2 separate regions of the Hordeum vulgare genome follow, and region 1 is linked to region 2. The links are chromatin contacts, called in public Hi-C maps. All regions are on one chromosome and are shown on one strand. Each heading gives the region's core, a stretch centred on a gene start, on an enhancer-like site or on the middle of the called end of the contact. The rest is flanking DNA. Distances are from core to core; before and after follow the strand shown. Region 1 holds the start of LOC123426981 (glycerophosphodiester phosphodiesterase GDPDL4-like). Region 2 holds the start of LOC123428592 (fasciclin-like arabinogalactan protein 7).

Region 1 (4,049 bases), core at 991-3,490, 260 kb after region 2:
ACCACCTCTTTTGAATCGAGTTGATGTTACAGGCGCTCGTAAATTGGTAGGGCGGAAACAACTTTCTTTCATGGAATGTTTTGTGAACTCTTGTCAAAAAACAATTCCCTTTTGTTGCGCACCGACTCTAGGATCTTGGTCAATCTTCTTCCAACTTTCGGAAATCAACTTGTCCTCATCTTGTGTGTATGATCCCGTACAAATGCTCTTCTTCCTCTTTTAAGCTTCCGCTCTTTGGGTGAGCTCGCCGATGAACAATGGCTCGCCAGCAATATCGACGTCGTCCTCTTCTTCTTCATCACCTTCGCAATGTATGCCATCTTCATCATGCCACGAGTCATCATGGTCGGCCTCAAAGTCTTCATCGGCCATGTACTTGTCGCGCCCATCTTGACTCTGGGTCTCCTCCGGATCGAAGGTTCCGCCCTGCCCACCCGTCTGAAAGGCCTCGCCACAGCCCTCGAAGATAACATTCTCCATGAACTGGGCGTAGAAGGTGTTCTCGACCGTTGGCGTCGGTGTTGGCATTTCGTCGAACAAGACGCGGGACGACGTCATGGTGGCCGTAGACGGCGGCCGGGCTTGCTTTCTTTGCATCTCCATGGACGGGCGGCCGCCGCTGCAGGACCACGACGTGACATTGAGGTCGATGACGGCGCGATCACGCTGACTTTCGACAACCCCGACACACGGGTCTAGGCTTGGCACCTTGGCGGAGGGAAACCGGGCGGCAATGGCGTGGTCGACGACGTCGGGCAGGGGCACTGCGGAGGCCAGACGACCGACGGGCCTGTGCTCGCTGGTCCGACGGGCGCAGCCGCGAAGCTCATCGGACGACACAACCCCATCACGAGGAGGGCGTGCACTTTGATGACGATGGCCTCCTTCTCTTGAGCATCAGCCTTCTGCCGCGCGGCCTCCAACGCGGCACGCTCGCTGGCGTACGCGGCCGCGGCGTCCTTCCTCTTTGCCTCTGCCCGCCGCCTCTTGGCCGATTCCGCGTCCAGCTTTGCGATCTCCTGCGACGTGAGTTTCGACCGCGGCTTTTTCGTACCCTTGGGCGCCTTCTTCTTCTTCGCCTTGGTGGCCGGGACGACGGCCGGGTCGCCGAAATTCGGCGGGGGATCGGTCATGGCGGGAGGGTAGCGGGCGGGGGGGGGGGGGGAGGATGGGGCGTGGGAGGGTTTTGGGAGAAAATGAAATGGAATGAGGCGTGGGGGCGCGAAGGTCGTGCTGCTTTGTGCCACCGGTGGACGGGTCTGGGGAGGACAAACGCGCGCGTCCCGCCCGCCCACGTGCCATCCATGCGTTGTCCATTTTATCTTAAAATCGAATCAAGTTTGGGTTGGAAATGGATTAAAAACGAACAGAAAACGGACGCCAAGGGACAGGTAAGGTGGCGCGCTGGAGTTGGGCTCACGAGAGAACAATTATTGATTGATTCGGCGCCTCTCGCACCTACGACGTGCCCGCGACCACCTGAAGGGCAAAACTACACACACGATTTTGCCTAAAAATCGTGGGCCACGACGTGGACGACACACGGCTCCCAGGTCCGAACCCGACCATGCCAAGCCAGGAGCGGCGGGACGGGTGGGTGTGGGATTTCCAGGTCCGGCTCGGCCGCTCGACAGCCGCACGCGGCGTCCGGAATCCGAGGACGTGCGTGCCAGTAAGCCAAACAACCGCGCGTCTGTCTCTCTCAGTGACGTGTGGGGGCGGCCGGATCGCGGGATCGACTCGTCGGCGTACAGCGTACAGCGTACTGGTACCACTAGCACGGATGACCGCTGTAATCACGCTGCAGATGCGCCATTATTCTGCGGGGACCAGGGTGTCAGTCAGGTCGAGGCGCCGGTGAGATGTGTCAGTGCTAGTACACACATCTCGGTGACCAAACTGCTACTGCCGCCGTCTCATCTCACGGTAAAAAATGTACTACTACTAACAGGCAAGTGGAAACAGTGTCATGTGCATGTTTTTACTAATGATGTGTACAGCAGTAGTACGTACTGTAGTTTTTGTAGATAAAAATGTGTGATCGTGGCGAAAAGGAGGGTGGTTGCACTAGCTCTCAATTCACCATGACAGTGCCAGTACAAAAACTATAATTACCCGACTAGTCCTGACTGGGATCGCAGCTGCTCCGATAATAAGTGACAAAGATAAATGGTAAAGAACAAGCACAGTCCTGAGGAGAGGCATCAATGGGGGCCGGGCCGTGCCGGAGAGGCAGGCAGCAGCAGCACTACTAGTCCTCATTATTTGACCACCACCACCACCTTCCCTTCGCTGCCACCTCCTGCCCTGCCTCTTCCCCTCTCCTCTCCTCTCATCTACCATTCCTCTCCCCTCCCCAGCATAAACACAGCTCAGCAGGCCCCATCTCCAATCTCCATTCCATTCTCTCTCTCTCCCTCCGGGCCGGGGCTTAAATCCAGCACGGCAATTGCCTCGCATTGTTCCCGAGGACTCCTTGGTTCTGGCTGCGTCGTACCAGGGACAGGGTAGCGGTGCCGTTCTTGGAGCGCTGTTCCCGGGCAGCTGCTTGAGGCCAGCCGTCCCGTCAGGGTGCTGTTCGCCGGCGGCGAGGCAATGGGGAGCGGCCGCGTCTGCTACGTTGTCGCGTCCGTCGTGTTGCTCTGGCTGGGCGTGGCCACTGCGCAGGGTGACTCTCCTTGGAAGACGCTCAGCGGTATAACATTCTCCGGCCACCCTCTCTTTGATCCGTGTCCATTGTTTACACAGGAGAGTTTAGCCTGAAATTTTAGAATTTTTCCACCATTTTGGGCTGGACATTTTACTCCTTTGCTGCATACTGTGGTTCCGCTCGGCTTTTGGATTGGAAGGTGGTGGCAGTAGCGTATTTGAGCATTTTGGGCTGGATCGGTTAGCTACTTCATCTTTCCACTCATTTTAGGCTTTTAGCAGTGCCTCAAGGGTGATGGATTGGAAGATGGGGACCGACCAAATTAGCCTTTTGGGGTAACGTACAGTTGCTGTTTTCAGCTAGCAGACATGTTTGTTACTAGCACATGCATGGCAGCAGCTTCTGGAGATCAAGCAGTACATTACTAATACTATATGTGCTTGAGCAGCTCCTCACATATCTCTGATGACAACTCTTATGGTTTATCATCTGGTCCTTCCAAGACTAAATAAACAGGCTTGATGTTTCAGGCAATGCTCCGGCGATCATAGCCAAGGGTGGATTTTCAGGCTTATTCCCCGACTCTAGCGAATTCGCTTACCAGTTCGCGATGATTGCGAGCTCGCCCGATACAGTCCTGTACTGTGATGTCCGGCTCACAAAGGATGGCCTTGGCGTCTGCCTACCAGACATTAAGATGGACAACTGCACCAACATTCCAGATTTCTATCCTAAGGGTAAGAAGAGCTACCTTGTCAATGGCGTATCGACAACGGGGTGGTTCTCCGTGGACTACAACGGCACCGAGCTATCGCAAGTGTCTTGTAAGTGCTACCATGCTGTCATAATGTTACTTAAGATTGGATCTTGTAGTGCTTGTTAGTGTGATGAGGAAGGGGACATGCCTCTCTTCTTGTTTGACCTCTCTATGATTAGAACTCACTGTGGTATATATGTTGAACAGTGAAGCAAGCAATCTTCTCTCGCACGCCTAGGTTTGATCCAAGCTTCTTTCCATTGCTCGCTGTCGAAGATGTGGCGTCCAAGTTTAAGCCTCCTGGAATGTGGCTCAATATCCAGGTACAGTTAACAGTGCCGTCTGCATGCAGTAGAATATGTTGCAGGACATTGTGCCGTTGCTGAAAATGAGCCATTTTGCAGCATGACGATTTCTACAGCCAGTTCAATATGAGCATGAGGAAATACATCCTTTCTGTGTCTAGACGTGTCATCGTTGACTACATCTCATCGCCTGAAGCAAGCTTCCTCACCAGCATTAGTGGAAGGATTAGCAACAACACAAAGCTCGTGTTCCGCTTTCTTGACGAGGCCACTCTTGAACCATCTACCAAAGACACATATGGTTCCATGTTGAAAAATCTTACATTTATCAAGACAT
Region 2 (3,835 bases), core at 308-2,807:
TAAAAATTGAGGATCACTTACCCGTTTCTTTGTACGTATTAAATCAACATGCAAGCCGTGTTTAAAAAATCCATGGATCTTGAACTGCATTTTTATAGTATAAGATGATCTTTGTTAGAGACGTAGCTACAAATAGTCAGATTATAAACCTTTTTCTTTTAAAAAATTAAGAACGTGTGTTATTATTTTCTTCTGTTGCAACGCACGGGCCCTTTTCCTAGTAGTTAAATATATATTATATGCTATACAAATTACATATTTAGAAACTACATTCTCGCATGAATCTAATGATATATTATTTATTATATATACTGCATATTTAAGTAGTTAAATTAACGATCTAGAACTATGCGCATGCTCTATACATCTGGACGGAGGGAGTAGCATCCATTACTCGAATTGTTGGAATGTTTCCTGGTTGAAACTTTGAAATTCCGGCGTGGAATCGCCTGGCGCGTCGGCAGAGCCCTTACCCGGTGGTTAGGTAATTGATATATGAATTCCAAGCAGCCGAGATAATGGAATTCAGGAAGATCCCTGGTTGAAACTTTGAAATTCCGCCGTTATCACACATTCACACTCCGAAAACGTCACAATATCATCGTGTAATGTAACTCCTAAGTCCTGACCTATCCTAAATCCTAATCTCGATCAGTAGAGCAATTCACTGCATCCACCCAATGGCTTGTACGTACTATCCTGCATGTATTGGCCAGTAGCACACTTCACAATGCCGCCACCAGCGACGCGGCGCACAGAGCCATGGCGGCCACGTAGCTGTCGAGCCGACCCGCTGCTCTGCACGCAGACCTCTCCCCTTCCGCCTTATCACCAGGCGTCGTCGTCGCGTTGCCACCCTTGGCGCCGGGCGCGCTCGCCGCGGGCTCTGCGTCAGGGAGGGCCGCCTCGACGGGGGGCTGCACGCGGAAGATCGCCTCCGGGAGCAGCACCCTGTCGATCTCGTACACCGCCATGGGCGCGACCCCGTACACGGTGCCGAGGATCTTGGCGGCGGCCCACCTCGACTGCACTCGGATGGCCCCCGGGTCGCACGTCACGTTCACCGTGTACATCCCGCCGGCGAACGTCGTCACCTGGCTGACCCGGCTCAGGCCGTCGAACTCCTTGAGCGCGTAGTGCTTGGCCAGCGCGTGGTACATCATCAGGTTCTTGAGCTGGTGCTTCTTCAGACCCGACAGCACCTGCAACGGTTGTCAACATCCCATCCTATCAGATCGAGACGATGGTACGTATGATGGTTCTTGACTTGTTGTGTGATGAAAAATCAAGTTACCGACGGGTGGACGGCGGCGAAGGCCCTGTCGGCGGGGGCGAAGAGGGTGATGCCGTGGTGGGTCCGGTAGGCCTGCTTCTCGAACACCTCGACGAGGTTGGTCTGCTGTAGGTACCTCAAGAAGGTCTGGAAGGGCCGGTCTGGCGTTAGGATCTCGGTAAGGTGGGCGCGGGCGCCCACCTCATCGGCGAGCGGGCGGTGTGCGCCGGCGAGCGGGACGGTTAGGGACAGCGCGGCGGCGAGGAGCGCAACCGCCAACTCCATCGTTCAACTGCCGCAGTGAAGACGTGGCCTGAGCTGAACTGCCCGTAGAGGGACTGATGTCCGTATTTTGTGCAGAGCTGAGAACTCTGGCCAGCTTCCTAGTTTCGAGGCGGTTAAGAGGATCGATGAAGGACGGTGTCAAACGAGTGATGCAAGAGAGGTTCTTCAGAACGTACCCGAAAACGGAATGGCGTTCATTCACGTGCACAAATAAAGTTGGCTCTCAATCTCTCATGTTTACGATAAGTAATTCTACAATATACATACAAGCAGTGCATACATTACGATGTGCACCGTTTACATTATGTTGTACACCATTTCGGCGGAATAAACGAATTTGGTAACACTTTCCGGAAGGGAATAAAAAAAAAATCATGGTTCGTGCCAATGCATGTACAGAATTATCAGACTACACCATCAAAAACCCGGAGACCACCAGAACCACGTAGCCAAGCACAAGGCTCCCTGCGCCGACGACCCGGCACGACGAACTCTTGGCGCCCGCATTGTCACTGGCAGCACGCTCGCTGGCGCCCGGCGCGTCGGCCATCGCCTTGCCCCCACGTCCCGGCGCCGGCGCCGGCGCAGGCACGGGCGCCATCTCCGGAGCGGCCGGGAAGATCTCCTTGGGCAGCAGCACCCTGTTGAGCGCGTACACCGCGACGGGCGACGTCGAGTACACGCTGCTGGCGAGCTTGGCGGTGGCCCAGCCCGACACGACGCCGATCGTGCCGGCGGCGTAGGTGACGTTAACCTTGTACGCGAACATGGACACCGGGCTCGCCGCCGCCAGCGCGGAGAAGGCCGAGAGCTGGTAGTACCTGGGCATGGCGTGGTGCAGCATGAGCGACCGGAGCTGGTCGGCGGTGAGGTTGGACAGCACGGTCTCGTTGAGGGCGGCGAACGCCGAGTCTTGAGGCGCGAACACGGTGATGCCCTGCTTGGTGTCGTTGGCCTGGCTCTGAAACGTCTTGATCACGTCGGTCTTGGTGAGGTACTCCAGGAACTTTCCGTAAGGCCCGGCTAGGGAGAGCAGCTCGGCGAGCTCGACGTGGCGCGGGGCCGGCGCCGGCGCCGGGGTCTCGACGATCGGCGCCCGTGCCCTCTGGGACAGCGCGCCGCGGGAGAGCGCCAGGCAAAGCAATGCGCTGACGAGAGCAGCCGCCTTGAGCTCCATTTCTGCAAAACTGGAGGTCGTGTGTGTTGCAGGACTTGCTAAAGAATTGCACCTGATCGATCGAGGCTGTGGTGAATCTCCACGAAGGCGAGACGTATTTATAGCACATGGGACTTCGATGGATGGTGTAAAAATATAGTCTGGAAGTGCGGGCCGGGGTTGGCGCTCCGCTGGGTGTTAGCTATGCTGTCGATGTTGAGTGGTCAACTGAAGATCTGAACACGGTGATATGGTTCGGGAATGCTTTTGATCTTCTGATCTGCAGGAACTTAGCAGATACTGTACGTTGGAACAAACAGGATCGGCTTTGGCTTCAGGAAAGTTAGACCTTCAGGAATGTTTTATCGGGCTGTGATTTTACAGTGATGTCAAAACCTTCAGGCATAGTCGAGCACGTGTGTTTAGCGCTTCAGTTGCCGTGCGATTTACACGCCTGACGTTCCACGCCACCGCTGCTCTAATTTATTTTATTTATTTTGATTGATTGAAAGAGAGGACAGACGCTCTAATAGCAGACTGTTTCAATAGTGCGCTTTTCTGAAATAAATTAGTACAATTTGGATTATCTAGAGATAGATCAAGACCGAGGAGTAATAAAATGGGGGCACCGACGGGATGCGCATTAGAACCCTCTAAAATATTGCAGAATAGGCGTGGAAACTGTTTTCTAGAGGACATGCCAACTGATATTTATTCGCTAAACAAACTAGTGCTGTGTCGGCCAGCCCAAAACAGAGGTATCATGAATGAATGATCAAATAATAATGTAGTCCAAATAAAAAAATTGAAGTAGTCCCTCCGTAGTACACTCTGAATCTCTGACGCACGTTACAGTTGTATTGCCCTGCAGGCTGCGGGTGCGCAAACCCCCTCTTCCCGGCGAAAGCTGGAGACGTGCGCGCCGCGAGAACTCTGTCTCGGCGCTACTGGGATGCCACCACCCCGTGTCTCACCAGCGCACGTACAGACGAGTAATAGGTGAGCCAGATAATGGCATATATGTCCATGTCACGACTGATACCCGAATCACAATTCACGCGTGCGAGGAAGGAAGCACGACATCACAAAACGTGTGCCCTGCCTCGTTCTGTCTCCCCATT

The links. Hi-C and Micro-C count contacts between places; a contact is called where the count stands out from the background.
Region 1: a contact with region 2 is called in a Hi-C map of seedling, with 2.4 times the contacts expected there. The contact joins the promoter of LOC123426981 here to the promoter of LOC123428592 in region 2. A contact is called at or near these places in 3 of 6 Hi-C or Micro-C datasets (leaf and seedling).

The regions. Positions count from the first base shown.
Region 1 is chr2H:522,069,707-522,073,755 of MorexV3_pseudomolecules_assembly, forward strand. It overlaps LOC123426981 (glycerophosphodiester phosphodiesterase GDPDL4-like), which reads left to right and starts at 2,241. Exons shown (of 9, transcript XM_045110904.1): 1 at 2,241-2,695; 2 at 3,181-3,474; 3 at 3,615-3,730; 4 at 3,812-4,049. The coding sequence starts at 2,596.
Region 2 is chr2H:521,810,515-521,814,349 of MorexV3_pseudomolecules_assembly, forward strand. LOC123428592 (fasciclin-like arabinogalactan protein 7) reads right to left here and starts at 1,558. Exons shown (of 2, transcript XM_045112815.1): 1 at 1,295-1,558; 2 at 726-1,202. The coding sequence starts at 1,558. The coding sequence ends at 726. It overlaps LOC123430410 (fasciclin-like arabinogalactan protein 7), which reads right to left and starts at 2,802. Exons shown (of 1, transcript XM_045114278.1): 1 at 1,819-2,802. The coding sequence starts at 2,735. The coding sequence ends at 1,968.